Linked DNA regions of Drosophila melanogaster: all the other regions are linked to region 3. A link is a contact called in public Hi-C and HiChIP or PLAC-seq data. All regions are on one chromosome and are shown on one strand. Each heading gives the region's core, a stretch centred on a gene start, on an enhancer-like site or on the middle of the called end of the contact. The rest is flanking DNA. Distances are from core to core; before and after follow the strand shown.

Evidence for each region. A called contact is a pair of places that touch in the nucleus more often than the background predicts. HiChIP or PLAC-seq counts read pairs in DNA pulled down with a chosen protein or histone mark.
Region 1: an H3K27ac HiChIP or PLAC-seq map of the Kc167 cell line shows a contact between it and region 3, with 3 times the contacts expected there. The contact joins the promoter of CG4839 here to the promoter of Trp1 in region 3. A contact is called at or near these places in 1 of 107 Hi-C or Micro-C datasets (the S2 cell line) and 1 of 6 datasets of contacts at active chromatin or transcription factors (the Kc167 cell line).
Region 2: a contact with region 3 is called in a Hi-C map of the Kc167 cell line, with 2.7 times the contacts expected there. The contact joins the promoter of CG13123 here to the promoter of Trp1 in region 3. A contact is called at or near these places in 6 of 107 Hi-C or Micro-C datasets (the D17-c3 cell line, the Kc167 cell line, the ML-DmBG3-c2 cell line and 2 more).

The regions. Positions count from the first base shown.
Region 1 is chr2L:10,142,676-10,146,723 of dm6, reverse strand. CG4839 reads right to left here and starts at 1,948. Exons shown (of 10, transcript NM_135505.3): 1 at 1-1,948. The region is part of intron 2 of CG44153; the gene reads left to right.
Region 2 is chr2L:9,791,343-9,794,961 of dm6, reverse strand. It overlaps CG13123, which reads left to right and starts at 1,855. Exons shown (of 2, transcript NM_135471.3): 1 at 1,855-2,081; 2 at 2,135-3,001. The coding sequence starts at 1,956. The coding sequence ends at 2,980. CG4036 reads right to left here. Exons shown (of 3, transcript NM_001201833.1): 2 at 3,268-3,619; 3 at 3,004-3,207. The coding sequence ends at 3,018. It overlaps nAChRalpha6 (nicotinic Acetylcholine Receptor alpha6), which reads left to right. Exons shown (of 13, transcript NM_135472.6): 13 at 1-1,645.
Region 3 is chr2L:10,007,464-10,011,276 of dm6, reverse strand. It overlaps Trp1 (Translocation protein 1), which reads right to left and starts at 1,896. Exons shown (of 4, transcript NM_057660.4): 1 at 1,741-1,896; 2 at 1-540. The coding sequence starts at 1,776. It overlaps Ndf (Nucleosome-destabilizing factor), which reads right to left. Exons shown (of 9, transcript NM_135492.5): 8 at 3,774-3,813; 9 at 2,388-3,710. The coding sequence ends at 3,511.

The DNA of each region.
Region 1 (4,048 bases), core at 699-3,198, 140 kb before region 3:
AAAGTGCGCTGATATGTTGGCAAACTTAATTTGATTTTACATTTGATTAAATACATGTATTAGGCAATATTGCATTTTATTCTTGGCTAAGACTCTAATACTGATTTAACAAGTTAGCTCATTAAAACTCGATTTTATTTGCAGTGCACTTAAGCCAGTAGTATGTATCTAGGATGCTATTGCCAAAAACTAGAAGTACGCAGTGAAAAGACAACGAGCCAGATACTGTGTTAGCCATCAGCAGCTTTCAGCTTGCCATCATAAACAAAGGACATCGCAGAATGCCAGTTGACCACATCGGGTTTATCAACTGTCCCAGAAAACTGGTTGAGAAGCATTTGCTTTGCATCTGATAAATTTGTTTGTGGAACAAAAGTTTCAAAGTTCAAAAATTATGCGCATCGTCAACTGGCTGCTTTAATTACCGCTCACAGCGAATTGCTACCAATTTCTTGGTTTTTGTTTCACGGCCAAGAAAACGCTGTGAGTCACAGTATGCTTGCTGGCTTTTTATCGTTTTTTGGCCTTATCGTCTCCAAATGCCTAATTGTTTTCTATTTATGAGCAGGGGGATTTTATTGTTTGGCCAAGAGATCTAAGGCAAATGCCCCAAAGAATGCCAACGATACTTGGCTTGGGGGCTTTGCCATTATCATAGCCCCAACTTTTCGAGTACTAACAAAGTTCAGGCCAGTGCCTTAAGAATCATATAGCTAGCTGCGTTTTATCAACCAATAATTGTGCTATATTTCCTTATACGATTTGTCGATAACACCGAACAATATTGGAAAATAAAGAACTGCCCGTTGTTTGCTCGTTTCCACATGATTTGCTTGGGAAATACAAATAAAAATTGTACAAAATGGTACAAAATGGTGCATAGAACAAGCTGAAACATTGGCCAAAGTAATGGCAACAGCTATATCAACAATAACGACAAGAGAAAGGCCGGAATGAATCGTTGGAGCCGCCAGTCACGAGTCACTCATTTATATTAATTTATTGACATTTCGTTTGCAGTTATCAGCACACTTCTCTGCTTCTTTATTTGTTGTTCTTTGCTGTTCTTAAATGTTGCCATTTCATTGCATTTTATAATTAAGCTATTGCCTGATTCTGTTATTTTTCAGTTTTGATTTGGTTTATAACTCGACCGCGTTAGCCACGAATTTTCGGTGTTGCGATAAGATTTAATGGCCAGAGTAAAGTTCACATAATTGGTCAATTTTACACGACATTTCGAAAAGTGTGTCACTTGAAGAAAAAAAAAAAAAAAAACAAAAACTGACCAACACCGTAATTTTCTTAAAATTTTTTAACTACTTTTTTTTAGCGGACTGACGCTTGAGACACTTTTTCGCGAATAAAAACAAAAACACTCAAATGTTTCCACGAAGTTGTCAGCCATATCTTTTGATTAGATATCAATATCAAGAACTTCAAGATGATTGATAAATTTGTTGACTGTCAATTTGTCAAATAGCATGGAAATGAAATTCACAAACTTGCGCATTCACTTATTTTTTTTTTCAGCTTTAGAACTCAACAAATTCTTCATCTTTTCACTTTTCAAATCAACCACTTGAGTTGAGCACGCAAAACGGGCATGTCAAATGACCGCAGTAATACAAATTCGGCGGGGAGGTGTTTTTCTTAAAACCAATCGTGGCTATTCACTTCCCAAAAAAACTCCATTTCCGATGGGGTCAGCTCATTTTACACAATTCGCACGTAACAATTTCCGCTCCACGAGGGCTGAATCACTTGGCGCGGAGACGCGGAGTGCAGGGCGTATACGCGATATTGTGAATATTGCCGCCCGCGATTCGTAAACCTTCCGTACACCTGCCGCCGTGGAGGCTGATAACTCGACTAATTTAACGCGGCCAATTTAAATTGGCAATTTGCTCGACGCCCCAACTGCGACTGCGATGCCAACGGTGACTGCGACCGAATCGGCCAACTGGCTTTATGTTTATCGGTATCAGTTCAGTTTCAAGTGCCTGCCTAGTGGCCTTATCTATGGAGAAGTGTTGGGCATGCCAGGCGTCACTGTTAACGCGAGACGTTCTTTTTTCTGGGCCCGCTCATGGATGTGGGCCAAAAGGGGTCTTAGGGCCAAGTGTAATTGGAATAAGCAAATATACCAGCGAACTTATCTGGCCCAAGCGAGCTGCTTCCTATGGCGAAAGTTAAACATTGCCATTCGTTTATGGGGCTGCAAGAAATGCAGCAAATATTTAAAAATTGCTATCCATTTTTACAGCACAAATAGCACTTTAATAGCTATTTAATCAAACTCCCATTGCCCATATAACACTGTTTACACTGTTTATGCTGTTTACACTTTGGTTTAAGAATAGCAAACATGCAAAACTCCATTGTACATCTGGCATATTAAACTGTGCTGTTTTAACGTGTTTTTCAATTTCATATTTTCTTTAGTAAAATAATAAATGTTTTTTATAAATATTTTTTCCAAATGACACACTTTTATACTTTTCGGTTTCAGAATTTGTTTTTACAAATATAGAAGTTATGGTGCTTATTTTTTTTATTATATATATTTTGCTGCATTAATTTCATTTTGATTAAAATGATATTTCTGAAAATTTTCATTAGCAAGTGGTCATTAGAAATCCATTTCGTATGCCATACAAAAGTTTTGGCATTCGGAAGTCAAACTTTATATTAAATAAAATTCCGCTCAAAAGTTTGGCGAAAGGGTTAACGAGATGTCACGCTCTCACCTTTCGAAAAATATGTAAATCAAATGTGATGACAAGCGGCAAGAGTTGGCGTCACAAATTAGAATTCTCGAGGCGTTCGAGTTGGGCGAAAAGTTCGCGGAGTTTTTATTCATTATGCCTTAAATGCGTAACTAAAGCAATTTGAAAGTAGAACTCATTTTCACCCTCGACTTGACTTGCCACTCGTGCTAAAATACTTTTTTTTTCACTGCGCGCGCGATTCTACGTGCCCATATGCCTAAAAGTATGCACGTATCTGGCGACATAGTCGTTTGATTAAACTTGTTAACACACATAGATACACCCACACACAGCCTCATTTTGAAGGCCGCGCAGCAGGCTGCGGATGTCGGCGCGGATGCGAATGCGGATGTCGAAGTTTGTCAGCCTGGCAGGAGCATCGCTTTAAAGTCAACGCTGCAAACTCATTTGGTCCAAGGAAGCGAACGAAACTCGAGCACAAATTCCAAAATATATACATATCTGCCCGGGTATTTCCTGTTCCCCCGCAGGAAGTTCCATTGCATAATCTTATTAACCACACAAACACACACACACACACACACTGAGATATAAAGCAGCTGATAGCGCTGCCAACTTGGCGCAGCGGGCGATCTGGAGAGGGAGGCGTTGCCAGATCAACCGTGTGATCAGTGTTGTGTTGCGACAGTAGAGCGCGAAATTCAAAATTAAACTTAAAATTAAACCGTTGAATTTTAATTTAATTTTAATTTTGATTCTGGTTACTGGGAGCGCACAAGTCTTTAAGAAAGGGGAAAAGGCACAAAGGTCGAGGACAGACCAAATATCATCCTCTCACCGTGCTGGTGCCTAAGCAGAGGCTCTGGTGTCCGAGTCGAGGCGGTACAAACCTCCATCCGTAAAAGCCAGGGGGAAATCCGTGGCCTACGTGGGAACCCCTTTCTAAGGCTGGTGCTTCGCCTAGGTAACCTTAGGCCATCTTTCAGTTGATGGACAGTGCAGTGGGGGGCAGTCCCCCTGATCGGAACGACCCGTTCAGGAGGAGCCCCCGACTTTCGAGATCCCCCACCAGAGGAGTCGGTAACCCGACCCATGGTGACGGAATCTCGGTCCCGTCGGTGGCAAGGGGTGAGCACGCAGGCCCCCAGCCGCCGTTGACTAGCGACTGCAGCGATGCTGTAGAGGTGGAGAACTTGGCTCCTACAGCATCTACGACCGCGACAAGTCAGAAGACGATGGACCACATCGCCGTGCCATCGCAAAAGACGGGAGGGAAGTCCCCAGCTGGTTCCCCTCATCGGTCTTCGGACCTGACC
Region 2 (3,619 bases), core at 606-3,105, 220 kb after region 3:
CCCGATGTCAAAATTTCCGAATGTCAGATTGTCAGAAGGAATCCAATCGAGTGCTGAAATCAATTGAAGGAACTGCAGATCAGATCTAAGCGTTTAATGTGTATACACTCACTTTGTATGGTTTATTTGCATTTAGGTATATTTAAATTTAGATTTGATATGAGACGATTTTTACTTGCGCCCAGAGCGATGGGTGGTAATCCTACCGAAAACTGCTCTGTCCCCATGAGGTTGTTGTTTTTCGAGGTGCGAATTCCACTTGAAATTAAGATCTTGAGTTGAAGTTTCAGAAACAGAATAAGAATAAGATGTGGAGAGATAGAGAGCGAGAGCTGCGGAGGGTGTGTGCATTTTAAATTTAATTTTTTTTATAATTAATTTAGTGCTAATCTTTGAGCAGCTAGGCGCATAATTAGAACTACGTATATGTGTATGGATGTCTTTTTGATAAAAAGAAGCTGTTTTAAGAAGCAAACCATTTTCTACACTCTTTAAAAGATTGAACTCTACGTGTACGAGATTATGTATAATACAAGTAATAATAATTTAGCGTTAACTAGGCAATTATAAAATGCGGTGACCTGCAAAAGGAGCCATAAACTAAGCGTCCTACATTAGGAGAGGTCGACCTTCGACCTCAGCGATTACCAGAGATAAAGTTAATGCGATAGTGCAGTTGCGAGCGGGAAGGCGAAAACTAAAACGATAAACGAATTTAAAATTGATAATGAAAATTAAAATGAAATTACCACGAAACCAAACTTGTAGCGAAGCCAAGTGCTTTTTCATTTGAAAACTCTACTACTCACTTACGACTTACCTACTTTGCAAGTATTAACTAATTTCCTCTGATCAGAGTTACACGCAATCGCGAAATGCAAAAAGCTAATTACAAAACGGTTGGTACACGCCCAAAACACACACAGTCAGACATGGAAAATGAAAAATGAAAGCATTCAAATTGTTCGTATTACAAACAAAAAAAGAAACAAATAATAATAAAGAAATCAGCAAACCGAAGAGTTCGAGTTTCGTTTCAATTGCACTCCGCATGTTCTCAAACCCCCCAGGGCAATTAAACAGAGTTCAACAATAAATAGCGCATTAAAAACCGATTCGAGAAACACTTTTTTAAACAAGGCAAATATATTTAAAATTAGCATTTAACTAAACGACAACAAAAACTTAGTCTATAAACCGCGAATGTTTAGCACTAAACTGACCCGAGCAGAAATCTGCCAGCCAACCCGAATCCAAATCCAAGACTCCACCTGTGTCCCAAGTCTAACTACCACATCAATTTAAATAGCTTATTGCATAATTATTAAACCGTTACTGAATTTCTGTCGATTGCCAATCGCGAAAAAGAAAACCATAAAAATCTTCCCGAATATTATGCATGTAAAAAAGGAAATGGCTAAGTCAAAAAGCAAAAAAATTAGCAAGAAGTCTGTTGTCAATAAGAATTATTGGCAGACAAATAACTTTCGTCACATTGACGATAATAACTAATTTTAAGAGAAAAACCAAGGAATTAATTGATTTAAATAATAAACAAATTAATATTAAAAATCGAGAGACATGATTGCAACAAAAACACAAAAAACTGAATAAATATTTATTTTGAAAAGAGAATTGAAACGACCAGTGGTTTTCTTTATTACAATCTCTGCGGAATAAGAACATTATTCTTTGTTCTCTCCTTTTGCAGATTTAAAAAGTAACAGTTTCGTCATTGTCATCGTCATCGATTTTAAAATGCAGTACGACCGTAAATGGACTGTCACAAAACTAAATATTAATACTGAAAATACATGCATGGCTAACACAATACTAAAGAACGTGAACTTAACCATATTTAGCCACACTGTTGTTTACATGGCTGCATTTCTTTGAATGTATTTATATTAACATTAACATTACAGTTTATTTACATTAATTAAATAATAAAACCCATGGACCTGCGTAAACTGTGCCGCATTTGCTTCGTGGACAGCGCTTCGGTGGATATACGGGAGCACAGGAGCGGTGGCAGTTCGGATCAGACAGTCCTCCAGCTGATAGAAGCCATGTTCGGCTGGGTAAGACCTTCGAAATGACTTAAACATAAGTGAATACGTATAATATTCAACAGAACATAGCACTTAATCTTACTGAGGAGCTGCCCATGATCTGTAATGATTGCTTGGAAGATTGCCTGCAGCAGTACGCCTTCTTCAGGAAGCTAACGTTCGCCAATCAGCAGCTACTGCAGCTCTACAACGAGGCGGAGGTAGAAATGTGCCAAGTTAAGATGGACGCAACGGAGGAAGAGCCCGAAAACCAGGCTAGTGATGAATTCGAGATACTGGAGGAATTCAGGAGGATACCACTGGATTATGTGGTTTTAGACCCCGATCGTCCTACAGAAACAAGACAAACGAGGAGAAGGACGGATAGCTGTACGAAACCCTCTCAAAGGCTGGCCAACCAAGATTCGCTGATTGTCTCCGAGTTTTTACCTGCCACCACAGCCCAACCACGACTGGATCTATCCGACTCTCAGCTGGAGCAACTGGAATCCCCAGCATACGAGATGCGCACCGTGGACTATGCTGCCGTCGAACTGAAACACTACAACCTGGACGAGTACAACGAGGCCAATCGCCTGCTGGACGTGGAGCCCAGTGGCAGCCAGGCCATCTACAAGTGCCAGTACTGCCCACTGGCTTATGCCTCGCCTCAATATCTGAAAACCCACGTGCGCAATTCGCACGTCTGCAAGTACTGCACCACCGCCTTCGCCAAGGTTCGCGATCTCAATGAGCATATTCGGCAGAAGCATCCGCATCACCAGTGCGTTGTCTGCTCCAACAACTTTAGTACCAGTAGCAATCTGAGGGCTCACTTAAAGAAAATTCATGGAGTTCAGCTGCCCGCACAGGTGGCACTGCTGGATTACAGGCCAGCCAGTCAGGATCGGGATAATCCGCGCTCATAATAAAGATTATATTACATAGTTACATTGGTCTTGTTTGCTAGTTTATTTGCCAGAATATCTGAGACTTTTCTCGGACAGGATCTCCCTTTTGGATGTCTACGCCATTGATGTACATGGGCGTAAACTCCCGGTAGGCTACACAAACGCGGCGCTCTTGGACATCCTCGCGTAGTACAGAATGCTCAAACTGGTACCTCGCTGGCCCATACAAAACTATCAAGGAGAGGCTGAAAAGCAGGGATAGTAAATTTAACCCGGAAGAGAAGGCAATAAATAAGTAAACTTACTTTGGCATAGGTATGCGCAGCACCTTTCCCTCAAAAGTTGCAAGTTGGTCATCTGTCAGTAGAGGCGCCAATAGTTCATCTTCGTAGCTGGCAACCAAGTCCAAGTTGTACTTGCCCGATTGTTGAACTTCGTAGGGCGTCAAAGTGAGCACTGAGTCGCCGAGGCAGTTGACAGTGACCACACGCTCGCCCCAGATCCAGCAATCGTCCACGTGCGGATCTATGCTGGCTCCTTTGCTGGGCTCGTACTCCAGGGAGCACTGTTCGATGGTCTGAAAGCCACGAAGCAGGGGAACGTCTTCGAAGCGCCGTTGCACATATTCCGTTGTCCTGGGGAATCCGGCAAAGGATC
Region 3 (3,813 bases), core at 647-3,146:
GGGATCGTAGATCCAGACGTATGCCTCGGAGCCGTCCACGAAGATCTGCTCAGGATGCATGTCCAGGCGGATCTTGCGCTTTTTCTTCTCCTTTTTCTCCTTCTCTTTTTCGTTGCCAGACGCACCTCCGTCTCCTTGGCCATTATCGCCTTCCGGATCGGTATCCTTCTTCTCATCCTTTGCCTTGTCCTTTTCCTTATCTTGGGTCTTCTCCTTGTCCGCCTTCTTGTCGCCTCCAGACTTTCCTCTGATCTCCTCCAGAGTGACGGGCACCTTCTTGGCGCGATGGAAGAACTTGTGCTCCAGCATCACGTCTAGAAACTCGATTACCTGCTCCCGGGTGGTGAAAAGCGGATTGCTGCCTTCGGTGAATTTGGACTTTAGCAGAGCATCGATGGCCTTGCTGGAGGTGAAGTATTCGACGATGTGGCTCAGGAATTTGGTCTTCTTCGTCTTAACGTTCTTCTTCAGCCACTTGGCCACGTTCTTCTCGTCCTTTGACGGCTTGTCTACCTTCTGGGCACCCGGTTCGGTGTATTCCTATAAGAGGAAAAAAGAGAAAAAGGTCCGAAAACCAGGTCAGAAACTCACTTTCACGATCGATTGGTTAAATGGGGGGACTACAAGCGAATATAGGCCACGACACCAATTTTGTATTCGTCACCCTCAAGCCGTTGAGATGGCTTTATTATACGTGGGTTTTATTTTTTCCTAAGTACCGTGCCATCGTCGTAAATATCCTGCTCCTGCTCCTCTTCTTCCTCCTCCTGGAAGTACTCCTCCTCTCCACTCATTACGAGAATTAATATGCGTAACTTAAAAACTGCGAACTATATAAATAGAAACAACTATTCCAGAAGCGGTTGTAGTTTTTCTTAGCCGTGACGTGTTGCATTCGCTCTGAGAGTCTAGAAAGTATTGAATCAAACGAGCTGGTGATCACCACAACAAACAAACACATGGATACTAAACAGGGGAGCAGTTGGAAAATATGCAAGGGGGTTTGAAGCTGTATTGATACTCATAGCTGTTTAACGATTGAAATGATATTAGTGATAATTTCCCATGTATGTGTGGAGCCAATGATTAACAAAACCCTCTTAAGCGCCGCCTCTGCCCAACTTACACGCGTACTCAAACTTTCCCCAACAACAACACGAATAACCACAATAACAACAACCAGAGCAGCTGATAAGTGGGCCTGCACCTGACATGTGTGGGTAATGAGCGAGAGGGAGAGCTGGAGAGAGCGAGCCAGCGAATGAGCGAGATCGGCTTACAAGACGGACTTACGGCGTTGCCAGATAGGCAAAAGCTTGTAAGCTCAGCTGTTTGTATTGTAGACCCCAAAACTTAATTGACTGAAAAATAAAAAAGAAAAGGTAGAACTCAAATTCCAGATACAGCTAAATACGCAGCGAAGACATTTTCCATAAAGCTAATTATAGACCTTTTGCGGGCGGGGGGCATCCCACGGGGGTTTCTCCAAAGAGCAGCGCAACCTGCACTGAACTTGCCCCCCACAAATAATATTAAAATATTGAATGACCCATCTGAACTCGCAATTCAGCGTTTTGTTTCTTTTCGAGTCAATTTTACTTTTTTTCTGCATGCACACGTTTTTTTTCTCCTTTTTTATCAAAACAAAAAACAAACACTTTCGGCATGTCAATTGGACTGTGGCACCCACACACGCGCAGCCCCTTTAGAAGGATCTAATTGGAAACAGTTAGCACTTACATCCTTGCGGCGACGGGCTCGCTTCTTTTCCGACATTTTCTAGCAAGTGTGACGATCTGCGGGCTCAAAATTGATTCTTTCAATAATTTTGATAATAATTCTGCCACACACGCACCACATAAACATCCACGATAGGGATGGAACAAAAGTCGATGTTCACGCGATGCTATCGATGTTTCCAGCAACTCCGTGAAGCGATTATTTCCTATCGCTGGAACCACTAAAAATGGGAACTAGTTGTTTTTGAATTATTTTAATGTTTCATATTCATAGGTTAAAAGGATCATTTAGCAACAAAAAAATATGAAATCAATATTTTTAGAAGGTATTGAATTTTCTTAACTAATTTTATGATTATACAAATAATAAAATTGTGTCGCGAAGAAAACCTCCCATTTCCTTTACGGTAATAAAAAACAATACAAAATAAGTAAAAATATACCTTTCATACTAATCGAAAAGGTTAACCAAGTTGTATATAACTTTAATATTATGAAATTCTCCCAAAACACACATTTCTTTAATGTATGTCAATTTAAATAAAGTTTAAATTGCACTTACATTTTAATACTGTATTATCCAAAATATATATGAACCATATCAAGCAAAACGTGAATATTGCAATGCGAACTCAATTTAATTTCCTTACATCCTCTATTAAAATTATCTTTTTATTAATCTTTGTTTTACAACAAAATACAGACTAAATAATAAGTAAAATATATTATTTATTATATATTCTTATTATTATTATTAATAGCGACCCACGCAAAGGGTTCGATCAAAGTTTACTCTATTTTGTTTTCTTCCGGTTGTTGTGTAGTTTACGTTTTCGTATCGTTTGCGTATCGGTTGTGGTGCGTTCTGTACCGTTTTTTCCGTTTTAGGTTGTGTCTCGTTTGTTGCAGTGACAGATGATGGGGAGAGATGGCTAAAACTAAACCAATCTATCGTTACCGTCACTCCAAATATGTTTGCCATTCTACGCAGTATGATCGATTAGCCTACTATTTACTCATAGAAAAAAAGGGGATTTTAAATGTATACAATTTTAGGACTGGAGTAAATGCACAAAAAGTGGGAGGCTGGGAGGTTGGATCGACACACATTGGAGGGTTCCATACTTCGCTCGGTTTCTCAAAATCGGCGTTGTCTTTCACAAGTATGCTTTGTACATTTTATTCGGATGCAGTATTCTATACACTTACAAGTTATGTATGGACATGCGTAAAAATGATATTTGGAAAGCAAAACCTTACACATATAAAATCGGAAACACGGCGCCCTGGCCTCCTCCCTCCTCTCTGGGGATTGCGTTTCACCCGTCAAAGAATAAAATACAAAAAAACTCTAAACTTGATTGAAGTGATCCCGGAAAGATTGTGCTCTTCATCCGCCAGCTGTTGAACACACTCACCCAAGCGCTCTTCAGTGGCTCCTGCGTTGAAAGCAGGACGACACGGTTCTGCGATTCCCGGCGAATCGTAGACATATTGCATTAAACGCTTTGCATATGGGGCGATTGGGGAAGATGCAGAAGGTTGGGGTGGTGGCGCTGCCAATCACAAGGGCAGGAGAACTCCTTGTGAACGAACGCCTCTGTCAGTTTGGATTGGTGGGTGAATAAGTGAGGGTTATGCGTTTCTATTACTGTCCTGTTTAGTTTTTTTTTTTTAAGTCAGTCGTTTGTCGGTTCTGTCGTTCTGTTCGGTGTACGCTTTAAACTAATTGATAAAACATAGTTTAAACGTTAGTCGTGTTAACTAAATGTTAAAATCTGGATCTTACGAATACGGCGCTCGAGTCGTGTTCACTGTAGCCCAAGCGCTTGGTGTGCTTGAACACCTCGTTGGTGATGCTGGTGACGGGCATGGACTGGTCCAGGTTCTCAGCCATGTTTAACACCAAGCGCAAGTCGCGTTGCATGTGGCTCAAAGGCTGCTGGGGATTGAAGTCACCCTTGGCCATTTCTGCAAAGGAATTCAAAATAGGATAAGATAAACACTAGGAAATAGCCACGGTGCTATCCATACCTTTGCCCTTAGCCAGCAGCATGGGTGATTTCATTGAAGT